4 separate regions of the Mus musculus genome follow, and regions 1, 2 and 4 are each linked to region 3. The links are chromatin contacts, called in public HiChIP or PLAC-seq maps. All regions are on one chromosome and are shown on one strand. The core of a region is the stretch at or near the end of the contact, and the rest is flanking DNA. Distances in the headings are between cores, read along the strand shown. Region 1 has its middle 13 kb from the start of Cthrc1. Region 2 holds the start of Fzd6 (frizzled class receptor 6). Region 3 holds the start of Klf10 (Kruppel-like factor 10). Region 4 holds the start of Baalc (brain and acute leukemia, cytoplasmic).

Region 1 (4,806 bases), core at 953-3,452, 790 kb before region 3:
GTATATATCCATTTATGGCCCAGTTATTTAAGTTTTTTACCTTAAGGGATGTGTGTGTGTGTGTGTGTTGTTGTTGTTATTGTTTTATTTTAAGGTATGCGTGTGTGTTGTTATTGTTTGTTTGTTTTATTTCCACTGTATCAAAAAAAAAAAAAAAGAAAGAAAGAAAGAAAAGAAACCAACTAAAGAGTATGTTTGAGTTCAGGAATAATCAGAGCTAATTTTCCTTGGGATACAGGCATTATTTTCAATAGAAAATAAAATTCTGTAGATAACAACATGTATTCACTTTGGCAGCAAAGTCAAGCACTTACAAAATGACATGGATGTAAAATGGTTTGCTTAACCTTTGTGCTGCTCTCTGGAAACGTGCTAGGTAACATAGAAACTGTGCAAGGTTTGAGGTTACTTAAAGTCTTGCATTCCTGAAGAATTAAACAAAAAGCAGACTCTGGATGTATCTCTAATGAATACATACCTATTGTTAGCTTCCGTTTCCCTTCCTTCTTGAAGAAGAGGCCTGACTGATTTCTTACAGAAACCTATCTACTCCCTCCACTCAGCCTTGCGAGTTAGGGGCACCAGCCTCACCTGCTCTGAAGCTGGGTCCTGATGGGCAGCACCAATCTGGATATACAGCTTTGTTTATAGTCACAAATGGCATGAAACCAACACAGATAAGCCATCCAGAGTAGCTGAAAATATTTTTTTTCTTAGTATCCTGGCATAGATTCTCTCCTTGCTTCACTCATGAAGATTCATGTAACTCAGTCCACATGAAAGCCGATTTAGACTCCTAATTGGACAATGTAAGTGTCCAAAATGGAGTCAGCCTCAAGAATGTAACAAATTAGCCGGATGTGGTAGCGCACACCTTTAATCCTAGCACTTGGGAGGCAGAGGCAAGCGGATCTCTGAGTTTGAGGCCAGCCTGGTCTACAGAGTGATTTCCAGGACAGCCAGGGCTAAAAGAGAAATCCTGTCTTGAAAAACCAACAAAACAAAACAAAGAATGTAACAAATTAATGTAATAAATGTAAATAATATGTAAAATGTAATAAAACCATGTTCTAAGTCACATATGGGATTCTGGGTCAGCTCTTACCCTTGGCAACATGTACCTGTGGAGTTTTTATTTAAGTGAAAAATAAATTTATTTTAAAAATAAGTCTCAATTTGGCCTTTCATTTACTTACTGTAGCTAAAACTTTCTAGGTAATACAGACTCCAGTGCTGATGCTAAATTCTGTCTTTCTTCAACCAACTGTCATGGTGGGCCTATGCTTCTCTGAATATTGTTATAACTTGTATGAAGAGTATCTACTTGGGAACCTTAGTGTGATAACATAATTTCTTCAACATCCCTCTAGTAGCTGAGGGAAAGAGTTGGTCCCACCATAGTATGTTTGTCCTCATTCTTAAGATGGTGCAGAGTGGCAAGCACAGGCAAGAGACACAAATGTTTTCACAGTCAAAGAGATCCATCCACATCCTTGAACAACCTCTGCTTGTTTTCTTTCCCCATCCAGTCATTAGCGCTGTCTTTAAGACAGTGGTAGCGATCTATACTTGTGACCGCTGTTCACTCCAGGTAGTGAGTATTACTGCTTCAAGTTGCAGCCTATAAGAGAACTTTCCCTTCACTCATCCTTTGGGACTATGGTGCTACAGCCTTGGATTCAATCAGCATATCTTTTGTGGGCCAATATGCTAGGTTCATTTTTAAATTTTCCAATCAACTGTTCAGCTGTGCCCTCCCCCCAACCTTGAGCAGGCTGGCTCAGACCTTGTTTGCTACAGTTGCTAGCTCACCTATGGTGGAGTCTTCCAACCTAGGTAAAGTCTATTGTCTGCCACACCTGCAGCTTCCTGCAAAAAGCTACCTGCTGAGCAGCTGAGCTTGTTTTCCTGACTGATCCTGACAAAGACCAGGACCACGTGGGGGATGGGTTCCCCCCTCCTTTATAAGCTCAGACTCATAAGTAAACATTAGGCCTTGATCAGAGAACTTTGTCTTGGCTCCCATCTTTCCTTTCAGGAACCCAGTAACCTGTGGTCACTGGTGGCTACATTCAGCAACACAACATGAGTTTGTCTTGAAGCAATTTGAGCTCAGGAATCTTGTTTGTAACTCTGGACTTCCATGCTGTGTTTCTTAAATCTTTCACAATCTCCTTCCTACACACAGCCTAAGAGACACTGAGGTCATGGTGACAGATTCAGGCCACATGGATCACATGATGTTTCTACCAGAGCTCACTACAGTAAGCCAGAAGCTATCTTTAAAAAACAAACAAACCAGCCATCTTCAGTAAAAAGCATAGTTTTCTTTCAAATACAACAAGTCCAGTCTCTCAATGGCCTCTACAGCCCCATGCTTCATCTGGCCATATATGGAAGAAGACAGGGAGGAAAACAAAAACAAAAACAAACAAACAAACAAAAAACACTAGCAAGACCAAAGCCTCTTATCAGAAAAAAAAACAAGCGCTTCCTAGAAGTTTCCAGGAAAGAATGCATGCCTCGACTGCTGCTTTTTGGATGAGCAAACCTGGTACTTGCTAAAATTGTCACTGAATATATTTCTGTTTGCTATAGTTATTGGGTCTGCTGAATCAAAAGTACCATATGATAATGTTATTTCTGCTGCTGCCTGAATTTGCTTCAGAGCCTTTGGGGCTGGTTCTCCTTCAAAACTAATAGCCATAGAGGTAACTATACATGGGTTAAAGAATCACATTCAGATGTTATAAACTGCCCCTAAAACTCAAGAATGGCTAGAAGTGGTGTGTTGTTATTGGGGTTTATTTTTTTTTTTAGAGTTGTTTATTTGGGGGGTTGTTTTTTGTTTGTTTGTTTGTTGAGACAGGGTTTTTCTGTGTAGCCTTGACTGTCCTAGAACTCAATTGGTAGATCATGCTGGCCTTGAGCTCACAGAGATCTGCCTGCCTCTGCCTCTGTCTCTTTAGTGCTGGGATTAAAGGCTTAAGTTACTATGCCCAGCCTGTCTGTGATGTTGTTGATTTTTTTTAATGATTGCAAAAATGTCTTTCCAACAACCTGTCTTTCCCTCTTAAAGAATACATACCAACATACTTCAAGTTATAACCTCTCAGAAATTTTAGTCAAGTTGTGGGCCCCTGAATTTTTGTGGATATTAGTTCTCTCTTTCACTCTAGTTCACAAAAATCTGTAATATATATATATGCTCTGCCATCGTCTGTTGGGTGTTGGCATTTGTTTGTTCCTAGGAGCTCTATACAGATGAGGGGATGAGTGACTAGGCTGAGGAAGGCGTTCCAAATCAATTATCCCGGAGTGGAAGGACAAGGAATAAGGAGACCCAGGTATTTAGTGTTGCTGCTGAGTTTCTGATCATGGTTTATTTCAGGATACCAATGTGATATTTGTGAATGTGAAGCAGTGGGAGGAGAGATGCCAGCTGCTGTACCACATTACTGGTTGTTATAAAACTTAAACTGTAGGGCTGGAAAGATGGCTCAGTGGTTAAGAGCGCTGGTTGCTTTTCCAGAGGTCCTGAGATCAATTCCTAGAAACCACATGGTAGCTCACTACCATTTATAATGGGATCTAATACTCTCTTCTGGCATGCAGGTGTACATGCAGATAGAGCACTCATGAACATAAAATAAATAAATAAATAAATCTTTAAAAAACAAAACAAATCTTGAAGGAAAATGAGATTTTGTAACTTGTGATTCATGTAAAAGAGTTGTCTATGAGCCCATATGCCAGGGCAGGGCTCTTAACTGTAAAGATGAAAAGGAATGCAAGGACGCAGGCAGGGCTATCTTGTCTGACTCGACACCATCTGGCCGGAACCTCCCCTCTGTCTACTGCCCCTTGACGCCGGGTAAAGTCATACATCAACTGGTCGCTATGTGAACAAAGATAAGCCCCCAGCCCACAGAAACAAAGTCCTGATGCCCTTTTGCTGACATGTAATCTTACTGTTAATGTTTGAATGAGCCAATAATGTGTCACTATGCTGAATTCCACATCCCAAGCCCCTTACCCCATAAAAACCCCTAGCTCTCCGAGCCTCGTGGCCGACATTCGTTATCTCCTGTGTGAGATGCATGTTGGTCCGGAGCTCCGTCATTAAACTGCCTCATGTGATTACAGCAATGGATTCTCGTGTTTCTTTGGGTGCTCTCTCACTCCCGAGACTAGAGTGGGGGACCCCGAAAGGGGGTCTTACAATCTCATCAACATCTCTATAGCATTCCGTCCTTCCCTTCATTAAGTCCTGTCTCTGGTTTGATGTGTTCTCTGTTTTAGGTTCCTTCTGTCCACTAAATTTCCTTAACCTGAAATTTTCTGTCTTGCATTTGCCTATTTTCTTCCTTTGCAATGTGATCCCATCTCAAAGTTTCAATGTTCACACCTTGTTTTCTTTTTACTTCTCAAACAATCTTGCTATACTGTCCAGATTGGCCTTGAACTAGTGTACAACTGGCTGCTTTTCATGTCAATTTGACATGAGCTAGAGTCCTCAGAGAGGAAGGGATTTCATTTGAGAAAATGTTTATTCTTTTGAGTTTCCTCCTGCTTCAGCACAGATAATTAAATTGTGTGCTGTAGACGGTATTTTAAAATGTTGAATAATCAAGCTTTAATTTGTATATTAATAGTATAAGTATTATCAGAGCTTACAATTGCTTAAAATTGTTCATCTCTTAGACTATGAATTCTCAAATTTGCAATTGTTTATACATATACAACTCATAAGAAAAAATGCTGTTCTTTTAAGAAGACTGTTTTTGGACATTTAAGGGGAATGCT
Region 2 (5,007 bases), core at 2,475-4,974, 710 kb before region 3:
CTCAGGACTCACGGTGGGAGGAGAAAGCCAAGGCCCACACATGGTTTTCTGACCTCCACACTGGCACTGTGCACAGCACATCTGTGCACACACACACACAAACCATGCATATGCACACATACAACGATAAATTAAATATTAGAAGAGAAATAAGATAAATCTCTTGACTTACATGGAATTCTTGATAGCTGAAAAAGTACATTTGCGGTAGGCAGGGTGATGAGTGCCTATAATCTCAGAGTGTAGAGGCAGGGGGATCATGAAATCAAAACCAGCCCAGGCTATATGGCAAGTTCCAGGCCACAGAAGTTCTGGGAAACACAAGAAGACCCTGTTAATTAAAAAAAAAAAAAAAAGCAAGCCTGCCCTAGTGGCAAAGACCCTGCCACTGGGAAGGAAATGAAAGGGGGATTTGAAGTTCACGGCCTACCTGGGCTACGAGACTGTTCAAAACCAGACTGGGCAACTAAGGAAGACCCTGTCTCAAAACCAAAACTCTTTGAAAAAAGACAAGAAAAGAAGGAAGGAACAAGTGGCTGCCAAAACCGTCATGTGATTCTTCAGCCTCTATCTTCAAACTAATTTACTGGAAATGTAACAGAAAACCTGGACAGCCCCAAAGCTTGGTGTGTGAAGACCATATACCAGGAAGAGACTGGTGCTGTCCGCACTCAGAACCAAAAACCTTCCTGATGGTGTCAGACATGAAACTACCTGGGAAGCTAACTAGGTAAGTTAAAACAAACAAACAAACAACAACAACAGCAAAAAGCTTTTAAAAAGTACAACAGAAACACCCGTTCTTAAAAAAAATAATGCATGAAACACAAACTAGTTATTACTTCCTTCAGAGCCCTTTAAAACAGCTGATGTGCCATCTGCTCCACAGCTGTTAAGGACACTAAGTGTAAATGTTAGGGATTTCTAAGGTCACTGTCAGCATTCAAACCTAAAATGTATGTAGCTACTATAAAGAGAGGAAACCAGATTAAAATAAAATGCTTTCTGAACCCTTACTAAAGCATGTATTAAAAAACATTATCATCAGAGGCGGCCAGACTGAACAATGTAATTATTGCGTGATGATATCCACTATACACTTATGGGTCTGATTTATCAATGGAAGTCTCCCTGTATTCTTTGTAGAGTGTTCAACAGAACGCCTTGCAGGGCTGAGGATGTAGCTGAGTGGGCGAGACCTTGCAGTATTTGAGAGGCTCAGTGCTCAGTCCTCAGTGCCCCACCCATCTGGTAAAAAAGAGGGGGGTTTTGCACTAGTTGGGAAAAACTACTCAAAGATTAAAACACTATAACTTGTACATCTTTTAAAATTATATCTTAGTATTTAAAAACCACCCAACCCAGACAGGAGTCTGTCTACAAAGAGGTAGTCAGACAACTAACTATTCCAGCAGACAAAGGAAGACCTTCAAAGCTGCAAGATCAAATACAGTTAAGTTTAAAACCCCTCTCTAGATTATATTTCTAGGAGTTTCGTCTCTCAGAGACAACCTGAGGAAAAAACCTTTACTGGCTTCAGCTTTTTTAGGGAAAGATTACAAAACCTATACCCTTGTCTTTTTTTTCTTCATGAAACTTATCAACCCAGCAGATCTGTGTGGCAGGTTCCTGTCTCTACAGGCAGCTCTTTCTTCCCACACCTCCTGGGACATTTTCATATCTCTAAACCAGAGTCAGGTAACTGAGGCGCCTGAGGCGATTGTTAGTGTCACACTGCCCTTCGCCCTACAAGTGGACTTTCTTTTAGCAAGTATCTTATATAAAGAAAACACTTACATGCTATGCCTGAAAGTCACCTTTTAGTAAAACATTCTCTTTAGCGCCAAAACATTCCAATAATTTATTAGCTTTGGGAAAACTAAGTCAAATGAATTTGACAAGTACTTTTAAAAAACATTTAAGTTTCATTTTAGCTCAAGCAATATAGATTATATGTTCAGTCAACCATTAAAAAAATTCAGAATTTGGGGCCGAGCGTGGTAGCGCACACATCCCAGCAGAGGCCGGTGGATCTCTGAGTTTTGAGGCCAGCCTGGTCTAGAGAGTGAGTTCCAGGACAGCCAGGACTACACAGAGAAGAACCCTTATCTTGAAAAATCAAACAAACAAATAAATATTAAAAATTTAAAAATTCAGAAATCACAGTCTTGGAGAAGCAATGACACAAATTCAAAAAAGCAAAATATTTTTATTATCTGTAAGCACCCTTCATTATGAATGCAACCTTTTTATAAGCAAATTAACTAACCGTCCAACTGTAGACAAAATATGACAGCGGGAGGAGGGGAACTTAATGTTCAAAACTACTTTAAAAAATATGATTGGGAAAAAAACTATGTTTAAAGATTAAAAAGTAATAGTTAAGAGAAAAATACTACGTATAAACTAATTTTCAATATAGGCATGAAAATCCACTCACCCCCATTTCCACAGCAGCGATCCCCTGGTCATAATGACCCATCAGGTTAGGGAAGAACGTCATGTTGTAAGTCATTTTCATACATCTGGGAACGGTGATTGGCTCACAGGTGAAAAGGCTGTGTCCTCTTACGAGGGGCAGAAGAATGCACGCCAACAGAAACGGGGACCTTTCCATCTTGCCAGACTCCGATTTTACCACATGGCTTGGATTATTCTTATGCTCCTTTCCGCATCAAAAAGATTCTCAAATCAGAGATAAAATGTACAAATTCCTCATTGCATTCTTTGTACCATTTTGATAGAAGCTGTTTCCTGAAAATGAATTCTGGGGCAACTGCTGTAAAAACAAACCCAAAGTGTGTTATCAGTAACATTCGTCACAAAGTCAAATCCAAGTCAAATGTCATGCTAGGTAACTAATGCTACAAAGAAAGAAAAAAATGTGGAAAATTCCATCCTAGCAAGAGACATATCCACCTGCCCGGGCGCGGATGTATCACTTTGCTAAGGAAGCCTCAATTCTAGGGAACTGCTGATGAAGGGTTATACTGTCTAAAACACCGGGTAAGAGGAGGCACGGCATAAGCAAGTTGGAGCGAGGAAAGGGGTGATGGTGGTTAGAAGAAAGGGGGTCTAGGGGCCCCTTGGCCATCTCACTATATGGGGAAAATGAGGACAAGTGACCCAGACAGAGTTCTTCAACTTTAGCTCTCTCTACAATCGCAGACTTCTGCGGATGTGCCTTTCCTGTTTTCGCAAAGGCGAAAATCAGTCTGCTGGGGTTGAGCGAGGTCCCCCTAGGAAGAGTGGGCCTGGGTGGTGACTCCTTTGCGCTTCTTCACCTCCAGCACTTTCCCCTTCAACGCGCTCACCCCGTGCCCCCTGTACCCCGAATTCCACCCAGCGCAAACCTTCCACGGTCAGCTCATGGGGACTGCGGGAGGCTCCCCTGAGCCCCCGGGGTCCCGCGTCGGGCACCTGTTCCCGGCCTGCAGCCGAGCAGCTCCGTCCCCGGCCTGCGGGGACCCAGAGTCACTTTCCAGGAGTTGCGTGGGACTCCGAGGCGACGCACCTGCGGCTCCGATCCCGGCCGCTGCCCGCCCGCCCCGTCGGGCCGGGGACGCCTCACCTCGGGCGGCAGAGGAAGGTGGCTGTCCCTCGGCGTCGCGCGGCCCCGCCACCCCAGACAGCCGGGGCGAGCTTTCGGTGGGGGGCAGCGTCCGGGCCTCGACCGCCTCCGGGGCCGCAACGGGGAGCGAGAGCTGGGCGATCCCGCGAGACTGCGCCGCCAGGTCGGGCGGGCAGGTTGGGGCTCGCGGCGGCGGGACCGGCCCTGCGCCCCGCCCAGCCCAGCCGGCCGCGGTGCGGGGGCCGCCGAGCTGTCGCCTCCGCTCGCACCGCGGACCCAGGCGTGAGACCCAGGCCGTTGGGGAAGTGCCCTGCAGAGCACACTTTCCGTTCTGGAAGCGAGGAGCCTTAGCCGCGGGGATCTGCTCTGTAGTGAGTGGTAGCTGAGATCAGAGTTAGCGAGGAACTTCCTGAGTTCTTGGCTGAAAAGCCTATTAACTCGGGGAGTCTGGCCACCACCTTGAACGGCAGGTGCCAGCTTCGGCCGGTTCTACAGCTTTACTGCTGCAAAAGCCCCACAGAAAGTTAACTGCTTTAGTCAACGTGGTTTTGAGAACCAGCTCTGCCACCATCACTTCAGATAAATTACCAAAAAGGGGCGTGGGGATGTGTAGAGTCCTCTCTATGTAGACATGATAAATGAATACAAGAATGGTTACTAATTTTTGAGTCCTTTACATTCAATAATGCCTGATATGTAGGACTCTGGTATGAGGTACAAAGGAACTTGTTGGCAAACACAAAGTGTCTTCTCTTCTTTCTTTCTTTCTTTCTTTCTTCTTCTTCTTCTTCTTTTTCTTCTTCTTCTTCTTCTTCTTCTTCTTCTTCTTCTTTCTTCTTCTTTCCTCCTCCTCCTCTTCTTCCTCTTTTCTTCTTCTTCTTGTTCCTAATGGGGATAGAACCCAGGGTCTTGTGCATACTGGTACTAGCATGCCTACTATGTTAAGCTACAGTCCCAGCCTGTAAAATAACTTTTAAATGGAGACTGCTGTTAGCTGAATCACTGTGCTGCTGAAAAATGTCACATTTCAGTACTTGGGACACCACCGAATAACCAGACAAGATTTGAAATCTGGAAACATCAACTAGAGATGAATTTTGGAGAACTCTTTCCCAGCTTTATCAAAAAACTTAGGACAAGCCGGTCATGGTTGCACACATCTTCAGTCCCAGCACTCAGGAGGCAGAAGCAGGCAGACCTTTGAGTTCCCAGACAGCTAGGCTACACAGAGAAACCCTGCCTTGAAAACAAAACTAAACAAAAAAAAGCTTAGGACAACTGTAAAGGACGAGACCATGTTAAAGAAATGTTAATACTAATTGTCTTAATCTTAATATTATTAAAAGTCAGACAGTTTATGTATTGAAAAATGGGTTTCTATGTAAGATGTTTTCTATGTAGAAAATTAACCTTCTACGTGGGAAGAATATTTCTCA
Region 3 (4,342 bases), core at 1,591-4,090:
ATGACAATCTTGTCTTAGCCTCCCATGTGGCACACCCTTGTGATCCCAGTAGTTGGCAGATAAAGGCAGAAGATTCAAGAGCTCGAGACCAGTCTACTGGCCGGCCTAGAATACGCAGATGCTCAATAACATTGGTTGAATGCATCAGTGAACAGAGGCCTGAAGGACAGTGCTTATTGAATGGGGGTGTGGCATGGAGATGTATGCACTGTATGATGGCTCTGGGCAAGGGAAGAACTTACTAAAAGGCTGAAAAGTTGAATGAGTAGCTGGAGACCCCTAGCTCATAAAGGGGTAGCCTTTTATCTCCCGATAACAATAGACAAAGGTAATTTATTTAAGTAGGGATTGTTGTGATCTTAAGTTTAAGCATGGCATCTGGGCTCTGGAAAACAAGTTGTGATGTGGGTGGATGTCCTGGGATTACAGACAGAAATAGCTTCGTGCAAGCTAGAGGTGAAACACTGAGCCAAGTGCCTGCCTGGTGCCCATTAGCCCAGTACTTGGGAGGCTGTGGCAGGAGGGTTGTCTAGGTAGCCAGGGCTACACAGAATTTGTCAGCCAGCCAGGGCTGCATAGTGAGACCCTGTTACTGAAGACAAAATGGGGGGAGGGGGGTGAAGACAGGCAGACAGAGTACCTTGTAAAACAAACAGTAAGTAGGTGTTTCTGAGGCAAAGCTGTCTAGAGCTGGGGACTAACTAGATCTCACTTAAGTTTTTGAGGGAGGGAGGCAACTGTGGCTAGACTGGCAATGATCACCCCTTAAGACCACAAAGAAAGAGGAGTTTTAGATTTGGCGATATTAGGTCTGAAGTGCCTGGGGAAGGCTTTCTCTGAATCTCCAGGTCACCACTACCCAGTTTCTCCTACCCCTTTCTCTCCTCTTTCCTGCTGTGATCACTCCAAGTCCCAAACGCTCCTTACAACTCAGCCTGCAGAGTGGGTGTGGGGGCACCACGCCAGACACAGGGTTCAGGCTTGGTGGGTCTGGCTGTGACCTCTCCCGGAGGCGGCTCCCTGACAGGAAGGCAGGCAGGCAGGCCTGCCACTGGGCACACACAAGAGCTTCCTGCGCTGCAGCAGGTGCCCAGGCCAGCTGCTCCAGCCCTTCAGACTCAGATCAACAGGATGGGCCAGCCCAAGCGGAAGGAAGCCTGCAGGGAAGGACACTCCTGCAGACAGAAGCAGGGCACCGGGTGGAGAGAGGCAGGAAGAGCTGCCTGGGTTGCTGAGTTGGCGCTCCTCCAGCGGATTCAGAGCAGGCAGTGACAGGAGGCCATTCAGTCATCTTCCCCCACTCCCACCCCCACCCAGGGCTTCTCTGGCCCACGTTATTATCATTACATTTGTTGCTGGCTGGCTTTAGGTATACCAGAAGGAACCATCAGATAGATGTTGGTAGAGCTGGAGGCCTCTAAAACAAATTCCCTCCTTTACCTAGTCTGTGGTGACTGAGAAAGGGCACCTGCTTTAGCCCTTTTAGCCCAGCAGGCTGAAAAAGCCCACAGGAGGGCAGTGACTTTTGTCTCATGATCTGCCTGTCCCAGGGAGAAGATAAAAATCTCTAGTTTGCTTTAAGCCCCGTTATCACTCCCTCCGGCTCCAACAGCTGCCGTGAACCCGCACAAACGGGCGAGGGGGCGGGGCAATAGGGCGCCAACGAGGAGCCAAGAGCTCTCAGACTAGGAGGCTACAGCCTCAGCCGGGCTGCTGCACCCACAAGCTGGCTTCCCTAAGAAGCTCAGCTTGCCCTCAATCCCTGGAGCGGTGGAGGGGGCAGGGACAGGAACTCGATGTTTGACCGGGTCAGGAATCCCACCTGCAAGCATGCTTTCCTCACCCCATCCCCTCAAGCGGTTTCTTGGTAGGGCGTCGGCGAAGACTGTGGTCCCGCGGGTGGGGGAAGTGGAGTCCACCTTGGAAATAGCTCGAACATTGTATTTTAAACTTCAACTACATCAAACTCAAACTCGATTCTGCCACCGAGCGTCGGGTCTGGGGCTCCCTGCCACGCCACTAGCTCTTTGGTACCGGCTTCCCTTAGTCCCCACTCCAACCGCCCAGAAGGACGGGAGGGACGCGCAGAGGCGGGCCCTGCTGCTAGTGCCTGTGCTGCAGATGGGAGGACGAGCCAGCGCCTGCCGCCTTGGGCGTGGGCGGTGAGTGCGAGCAGGTGTCTGTTCCGTGACAGGGCTCCCGCCGCCACCATCTCGCCCTGGTTCTCCCCAGTCCTCCGGCTTAGAGTGACAAAACCCGGCAAATGCTCAGAAATGCCGCTCAGTGGTTCATCCATCCCTTGCTTCCACGCAAGACCCACGAGAACCACGCTGCCAAAGAACGTCTGGTGGCTCGGAGCCGCGCTCGCAGCCTCCGCCTCCGCCTCCTGCTCGGGGTCCCGCCCACTCCCTGGCGGGCCCAGACGCTGTGGGCGCGAAGGGGACTGGGCGGAGCGGGCTTCCCTTCCCACCCCCCACGTGGGGCCGGCTCTCCGCAAAGCCTAGTCGCCGCCACCGCGCCTCCCAGCTATGCCCCGCCGCCGGCGCCGCCCCCGGGCATGGGCGGAGGACTGAAGGCTAGGGTTGGGCGAGGGGCGTCACGGAGTCAGGTGGTCCCCGGAGTTCCCCGGGGCTGGACCGAGGGAACACGGTGCCTCGGGTTGTGTACACGCTCCACTGACAGAGCCTCTTGCAGCCGGGCAGCCGCTGATCACGCGTGGCTCTGCCAGCTCATTGGCTGAGGCCTCACACACCTTTGCCGCTGATTGGTCGACACTAGGCCCCGCCCTCTACCCCGCCCGCGGCGCGGGGCAGGCAGAGCGGCTACCTGCACGGGGAGGGGGGCAGACAGCGCGGAGCGCGGTGGCGTCGACGTCTAGTGTCTCAGTGCTCCCGTCTGTGGCTAACTAAGCAGCCAGCAGCCAGGCAGCTCGCGACCTGCGGCCAGGCAGCCAACCATGCTCAACTTCGGCGCTTCTCTCCAGCAAGCTTCGGTAAGTTACCTGAGGATGCTGGTCCTTTCCTGCCGGTCAGTGTAGGGGAGCCAGCCGGAGCGCGAAGCATGAGCCCCTAAATAAGCCACGCCTGAGAACCCAGGCTGCAGCGGGGTCTTGCAAGGGATTTCCTCCCTGCAGGCTGGAATATCATCGAGGGCATGTGCAAAAAAAAAAAAAAAAAAAAAAAAAAAAAAAAAGGGTCGGAAGAAGCCTGGGACCTGGACCAGGGGAGAGCGATCCTGGGTATCCAGGAGACAAGGAGGACTCTCAGGGAGACCCCAGGAGACGAGTGAGCTGGAGGGGCTGTCTCCCTGGAAGCGCGGTTTAGATGGAGGGGGCGCCCTGCACCTGGCTCTGGCGGGAGATGCCCCTGTCTGCACCAGGAATGCGACCCGGGGTGACAAGGACTACTCACGGTCTGCCTAGCCGAGAGGAGGGCGCCTGCTCTTCGGGGGAGGGGGAAACCCTGCCAGGTGGAGACCGCGGGGCTGGGCTAGCCCGGGGCTGGGGGAGGGGATGGCCGGCTTCGCGCGGGGTATGGAAGGCACGCGGACTCTGCGGCCGCCAGGGGAGCCGCGGCGCCCCCGCAGACGTCGGGAGGGGACTCCCCATCCGAGGCGGAGGCAGGTGGCTGCCTATAGATTACTCTTGGCAGGGGGCAGGGTCCTGCCTTGGAGCCCGACAGCTTGGCGGGGGAGTCGGGACCGCGAGACGCGGGGGCCGCGTGTCGAGGCGGGAACCGTGGGGCCGCGCGCCTGGAGCCCGTGCTGTGGGCGCCGCACGTCTGGGAGCCTGCAGAGACTGCTTGCGGGGGCTCAGGCTGCCGGAAACAGCAGTCGGACGAATGCTGCAGATGCGGGTAGGCTGAGGTCCCGCGGGCCGAGTGGGCGGAGTGCCCCAGGCTCCGGCCGCTCCCCGGAGGCGGCGAGCAGGAGGAGGGCGGCGGTCGGGCTTCCGCGGGGACCCGGCCCCACCTCCCGCAGCCGAGGCGGAGGCCAGGGATGGGCGGCGAACGGGTGCACCCGGGGAGCTTCTCGTCCCCGAGTGACCCAGCCCCGGCCTCCGCCAGGGGCGGGAACGAGGCCCGGCCCTGCTGTCGGTTCCTAAGGGAACCGCGGCTCGGAGGAGGTGGAAGGGGCGGGCGACTCGGGAGCCGACACCGCCCAGCCCTCGCGCCGCCCGGCGCGCACTGGCGAGCGGTTGGCGGCGGCGCCCGCGGCCCCTCCCCGGCCGAGCGGGGGCGGGGGCCCGTGCTCAGGAAGTAGGGGAAAGGTGACGGCGCGGCAATTCCCAGTTCACGTTTCCTGCGCCGCCCGGAGCAGTCGCTGATCACGCTTTGTTCACATG
Region 4 (4,701 bases), core at 29-2,528, 630 kb before region 3:
AAATTTGAAACTGGTTTGCTGATCAAAGCCACTGAAAGCAACTTAATGATGTGAAAAGGAATTCCATCGCAAAATTCTTGCAAACGATAAGCTTTGTTACACAGTGAAATGGAATAAAATTGGTCACCTCGGGGTTTAGCTAGTTTTCATTCTTCCCCATGGCATTGTATGCTATTTAAGGTCCATGTACATGTTTACAATGTCTTTGCTGTAACGGAAAAACTTGATCCTTGTCTTCATCTACACAAAACAATGCTTTTGTGATCTATCAACTCAGAAAAAGAAAGTGCTTTGGGAAATAAACTACCATGTAAGGGACTGATCAGAAGAAAAAACAAAAAGAATACCATCACTAGGTAGGAAACTGTGCCCTCGGGATGCAGGAGGCCAGAGCTGGGACAGGTGGGATCAGTGGGTTCTGAACCTTCAAGTAAATGGTGGACTTCAGGGAAGATGAGGAAATTGGAGGAGGAAGGAGAGGAGGAGAGGAAGAGGAAGAAGAAGGAGAGGAGGAGAAGAGGAGGAGGAGGAAGAGACTGCAGAGTCTCCAATTGCTCAGAGCTTTCATTCTGGGCTGCAGCCCTCACTCCCCCAGCCCTACCCCATGGAGGAGCCAGGCACAGCAGGAGAACCTCTGGGAAGTAAGGGATCAAAGGATGCCAGCCTGGTCCAGGACCGCATCCAGCCTTCTTTCAAACAGCAAGCTTTCTGGTGATGCTGGTATGATATTTTACAAGAGTCACCCTTGAAGACCCTTGCACTGACCAGCTGATTAGAGGGTATGAGGTACAATGCCAATTTTGTTTCCTTCCGCTGGCTTTGCTGCCTAACACAAGGAGACTTTTGGACAAAGCTGTGTACCTGAACCAACACACATTTCCTCCAGAGGGCAACTCTCTAGGACTCGTTTCTATAAGTTAAATAAAACTCAACAGCCCACAAGGAAAGGATTAAAATGGCATTTGCAGTAAGTTTTTACATTGAGTGGTGGAAAACCTCGATTCCCGAGGTCCCGAGGTCTTCCTTCCCTGGACACAGTGCTGGTGGTCCCGATTTGTAAGTTCCACCCCTGTTCTCCATCCCCAGTTGATGTTGTAGTTTTGACCCTACCTCTGTGGCCCAGAGGCCATTCTGTTTCTGGGTCAGAGGGCCTGAGCTGAGGTTCTGTGAGTTGGGACATTGGGTCCCACAGTTCATCTTCTTCTCTGGGTTGGCTATTCCACCCGGGGCTGCAGGTCGGAGCACCCCGTTAGAGGACAGTCCGTCTTCCAGCACACCTGGGGAGGCAAGGAGAGAATGGCACCAGAGGCTTGCAAATGGCAGCTGTTACAAGCAATCCCAAGGTGGCAAAGAAAGGGCAGCTAATAGCAAAAGGTGGCCTCAAGTTCCACCTGGTAAAGCTATCTTTTCCTGTAAGAATACGTGTGTTTTTACGTTAAAAATAAGATTTAAAAATAGCTTTGTAGCTTGAAGTTTTCACTTAACACATTGATGGCAACTTTTCCACATTATTAAACACTCGGCCATGTTATTTTTTACACGTCTGCTGGTCGTACGAACAAGCAATCATTTAACCAATGCCCTCTAACTGGATATTTGTTTCCACGTTCTAATGCTAGATGTTACTGGAATAACATTCCTTTTGATTAATAATTTTATTCCTAGTGGTTCTCTGGGATAAATTCCTAGAAGTAAGGTCACTCTCTTGACGGTTACACAAAGATAATTTTTCCTAGTCTCCACCTATTGGACTGAGCAAGTGTGTCTCCCACAACAAATGCCAAGAAACACAGAACTTCAAATAAATGACCTCACTAAAAAGCAAAAGGAGGACAAGATGGGAATTCAGGACACACAACAAGTACCTGATTTGTAGGAGAAAAAGGCCCAGGGATCAAAGAAGGGATCTGCCAAATGAGCGGAGAGAAGCCAGCCAGATGCCACAGGAGTTACGGGCATGAGGGAACAGCCAGAGAGGCCATCCCTTTTCCTCCACCAGCCTAGTCTAGATGGCCGTCCACCATCTGGGACTTGGCTCACAACAGGAAGCTGTACCCAGGGGCCTTGAATTTCACTTGTATGACTCAAATTCAAAAATAAAATGACTAAGAGTGTCAAGACAGTGTTCACTGAGCTTTGAATTTGAGCCAGGCCCTTTCTGAGCCCAGGAGGTCCTGGGCTCATGACTGCAGCTGATTTGCTGAAAGTGACCAGCCAGTCTTTTGTATAGGCTACACTTCTGGGTAACAGAGGGAAATGTAGTTTACTTTGTCCTTTTTCTGTATTTTCACATTTTGGTAAGAAATACAAGCTAGATTCACACAACAGAAACACGGGGTTTGTGGCTGACCTTTTGGGGTACCCTCTTAAGCAATCTAGAAAGGTTACATATGGCAACGATCCCTGGCTGGCCTCATTTTTTTAGCTTGCTATCAGAACATCTCAGCTTATAGGCCAGGCTCGGTAGGCTAGTCGGTAAGCACTTAGCTGATTGTGTGAGTCATAAGTTAAGAATGTAACCAACATGGCTAAAGAGAGGATTGTGAGGAAGAGACAGCTGGTGCTAGGCCATAAATAATGCTTACCCTGTCTGTGTCAGACATCGTTAGAGCCTTTGTGCATGTTGCCCCTTTAACCCTCACAGGAGCCCTGTGAACTAGGAACCATGATCCATGCTCAGTGACTAAAGTAGCCCCTGCATTGATGCTGGGTGCCATCTGCTTATCTGTTGCTTACCACTCTCTTCCTACTCCAGCCTGGGGTGGGGGACTTGCCCTTACTGTAAAGGAGGAGACATTGAAGTCTAATTCTAGACCTGTGCTTTTCTGAGGCTTGGGGTACAAGCAAGTGCTTCCTCCTAGTAAAACTCCCAAGCAGGCTGCTCTCAACCTTAGTGCTTAGGAAACCCATTAATGGTGTCTTAAAATGCAAATCCTGACATCCATTGGCCCAGATTTCTGATTCAGTAGAGACTCAGGAACATGGATTTCTGAAAGTCCCCCTAGATTCTGAGGCAGAGGACTTTAGAGACTGCACAGGATCCTTATATTATGATCATAGATGTAGCTGCTACATACAGATCTCCATCTAACAGATTAATGCTCTTGCTTATTCTGAGGGTTATGGGCAAAATGCTTATCTTTATTTGTCTCACAGTGGATTCTGGAAAAGCATCATAAACTGAGATAAATTTGCCAGCTCCTTAAAATTTGCCTGCCCCTAGAGAGGCAACATCCTAATGTGAACATCTTCCACAAAATTTCCATCCCGGAGACAAACCAAATGACTGACTTTGTCAAAAGCTGGGAAACAGACATGCCGCTGCTTGATAAACTGCGACCAGTGGCTTCTTGCCAAAGCTTCTGGCTATTTTAGAAATGAAGCCGAGTAGGAGGGCAGACTGCAGAAGTTTAAAATGGTAGCTGGCAGCCACATGCAGAACAAGTTTGCTCCTCAACCTCAGCACCTTGCTATCCCTGGTGAAGGTGATCAGAAAGTCTGTCCAAAGTCATAAAGAAATGGCTGCAAGTATTTTCCCTCAATGAACGAAAATCGAAGTGTAAGAGGTTGGTAACATGTTTGAGAAGAATCTCTGATGTTACATCAGAGGGAACCCTGGCTCATGAAGCCCTGTCTAGGCTCAGATCCAGAACACATGCCCAGTGGTAATTTTGTCTGAATTAAGATATAAATTAAATTATTAGTACTCAACCACTTACTGAGAGTTTGTCTTCTAATTTTCAAAATGAACCAGAATAGGATGTCTGACTGACATTTCTTTAGTCTAATGAATAACTGCAGATTGCACTAATGTGTAATAACATATGTGGTCATTTGCACCACTACATTAAATATACTAACAACATATTGAGTAACTCTTGCATTCATGGACAAGGATACCAAAATACTCCAAAAGGAAAAAATAATTTCTCAACAAATGTACTAGAGAGCTACATGCAAAAGAATGGAATGAATCTTCTATCTCACAACCTACACAAAAGATAAATCACAAAGAACCAAAGATCTAAGTGTAAAAGCTAAAACTGTTAAACTTTTCTTTAAAATATAAATGGCAAATATTTATGATATTAAGTCAGGCAATGATTCCTTAGAAATGACCCAAAAGCACAATCAAAAACAGGAAAATCCATAGTTGGATATCATCAAATATAGAGATCATGAAGAAAAGATAATCCATAGGATAAAAGAGGACTTTTGAAAATTATTTCTCTGCTAAAAAAAACTCTTGCAACTGAATAATGAAAAAAATAAATGGCTCAATTAAAGTATGAGGAAAGGATCTAAATAGACATATACACAAAGAAGATATGCACATGGCCAAGAATATCAGAAATACAAGAGGTTACCAAGATGAGTGTGAAAAATCACACTTTTTTTAAAAAAGGAAAAATTGTTGAAAATGTAGAGACTTGGGAATCCCCTGCAACGTTGCTGTGCCTGGGAACGCTCACTCTCTTTCCCTCAGTCAGGCTCACAAAAAGGTAGACACAGACCACGGGCCAGCAAGGCCACTTCCACCTACACACCAAGACAAATGAGAGCACACAAACGTGCACACGAGTGTTTGTAAGGGTTAGTCTTGACTGCCAATTTAATGGGATTTAGAATTCCTGTGGGAACAAATCTCTGGGCTTGCCCTGTGAGGTGTTATCTAGATTAGCTCAGATAAAGAAGGAACCT

The links. HiChIP or PLAC-seq counts read pairs in DNA pulled down with a chosen protein or histone mark.
Region 1: a contact with region 3 is called in an H3K27ac HiChIP or PLAC-seq map of embryonic stem cells, with 6 times the contacts expected there. The contact joins the enhancer-like site here to the promoter of Klf10 in region 3. A contact is called at or near these places in 2 of 484 Hi-C or Micro-C datasets (LSK cells and myocytes), 4 of 115 datasets of contacts at active chromatin or transcription factors (astrocytes, bone marrow-derived macrophages, embryonic stem cells and 1 more) and 1 of 9 other capture datasets (embryonic stem cells).
Region 2: an H3K4me3 HiChIP or PLAC-seq map of craniofacial prominence shows a contact between it and region 3, with 4 times the contacts expected there. The contact joins the promoter of Fzd6 here to the promoter of Klf10 in region 3. A contact is called at or near these places in 1 of 484 Hi-C or Micro-C datasets (embryonic stem cells) and 2 of 115 datasets of contacts at active chromatin or transcription factors (craniofacial prominence and embryonic stem cells).
Region 4: an H3K27ac HiChIP or PLAC-seq map of extraembryonic endoderm stem cells shows a contact between it and region 3, with 3 times the contacts expected there. The contact joins the promoter of Baalc here to the promoter of Klf10 in region 3. A contact is called at or near these places in 4 of 39 promoter capture datasets (cranial neural crest, hippocampal neurons, liver and 1 more), 7 of 484 Hi-C or Micro-C datasets (the Ba/F3 cell line, the N1E-115 cell line, brown adipocytes and 4 more), 3 of 115 datasets of contacts at active chromatin or transcription factors (acute myeloid leukemia, extraembryonic endoderm stem cells and large pre-B cells) and 1 of 9 other capture datasets (embryonic stem cells).

What each region holds. Positions count from the first base shown.
Region 1 is chr15:39,087,592-39,092,397 of GRCm38.p6, reverse strand. It overlaps a transcript of Slc25a32 not described here. Among named protein-coding and RNA genes, the nearest start is that of Cthrc1, 13 kb to the right of the region's middle. Within about 2 kb of position 2,202, at least 30 of the 459 cell types and tissues checked have an H3K27ac peak or open chromatin away from gene starts, as enhancers often do. A contact at or near this core is called in bone marrow-derived macrophages and embryonic stem cells, where this site is marked.
Region 2 is chr15:39,004,997-39,010,003 of GRCm38.p6, reverse strand. It overlaps Fzd6 (frizzled class receptor 6), which reads right to left and starts at 3,724. Exons shown (of 7, transcript NM_001162494.1): 1 at 3,572-3,724; 2 at 2,441-2,779. The coding sequence starts at 2,617. Gm26704 (a long non-coding RNA gene) reads left to right here and starts at 2,935. Exons shown (of 2, transcript XR_875317.3): 1 at 2,935-3,942.
Region 3 is chr15:38,299,209-38,303,550 of GRCm38.p6, reverse strand. It overlaps Klf10 (Kruppel-like factor 10), which reads left to right and starts at 2,840. Exons shown (of 4, transcript NM_013692.3): 1 at 2,840-2,992. The coding sequence starts at 2,957. All of the region lies in intron 1 of Gm35248 (a long non-coding RNA gene), which reads right to left.
Region 4 is chr15:38,930,486-38,935,186 of GRCm38.p6, reverse strand. Baalc (brain and acute leukemia, cytoplasmic) reads right to left here and starts at 1,278. Exons shown (of 2, transcript NM_080640.6): 1 at 1,111-1,278. The coding sequence starts at 1,278.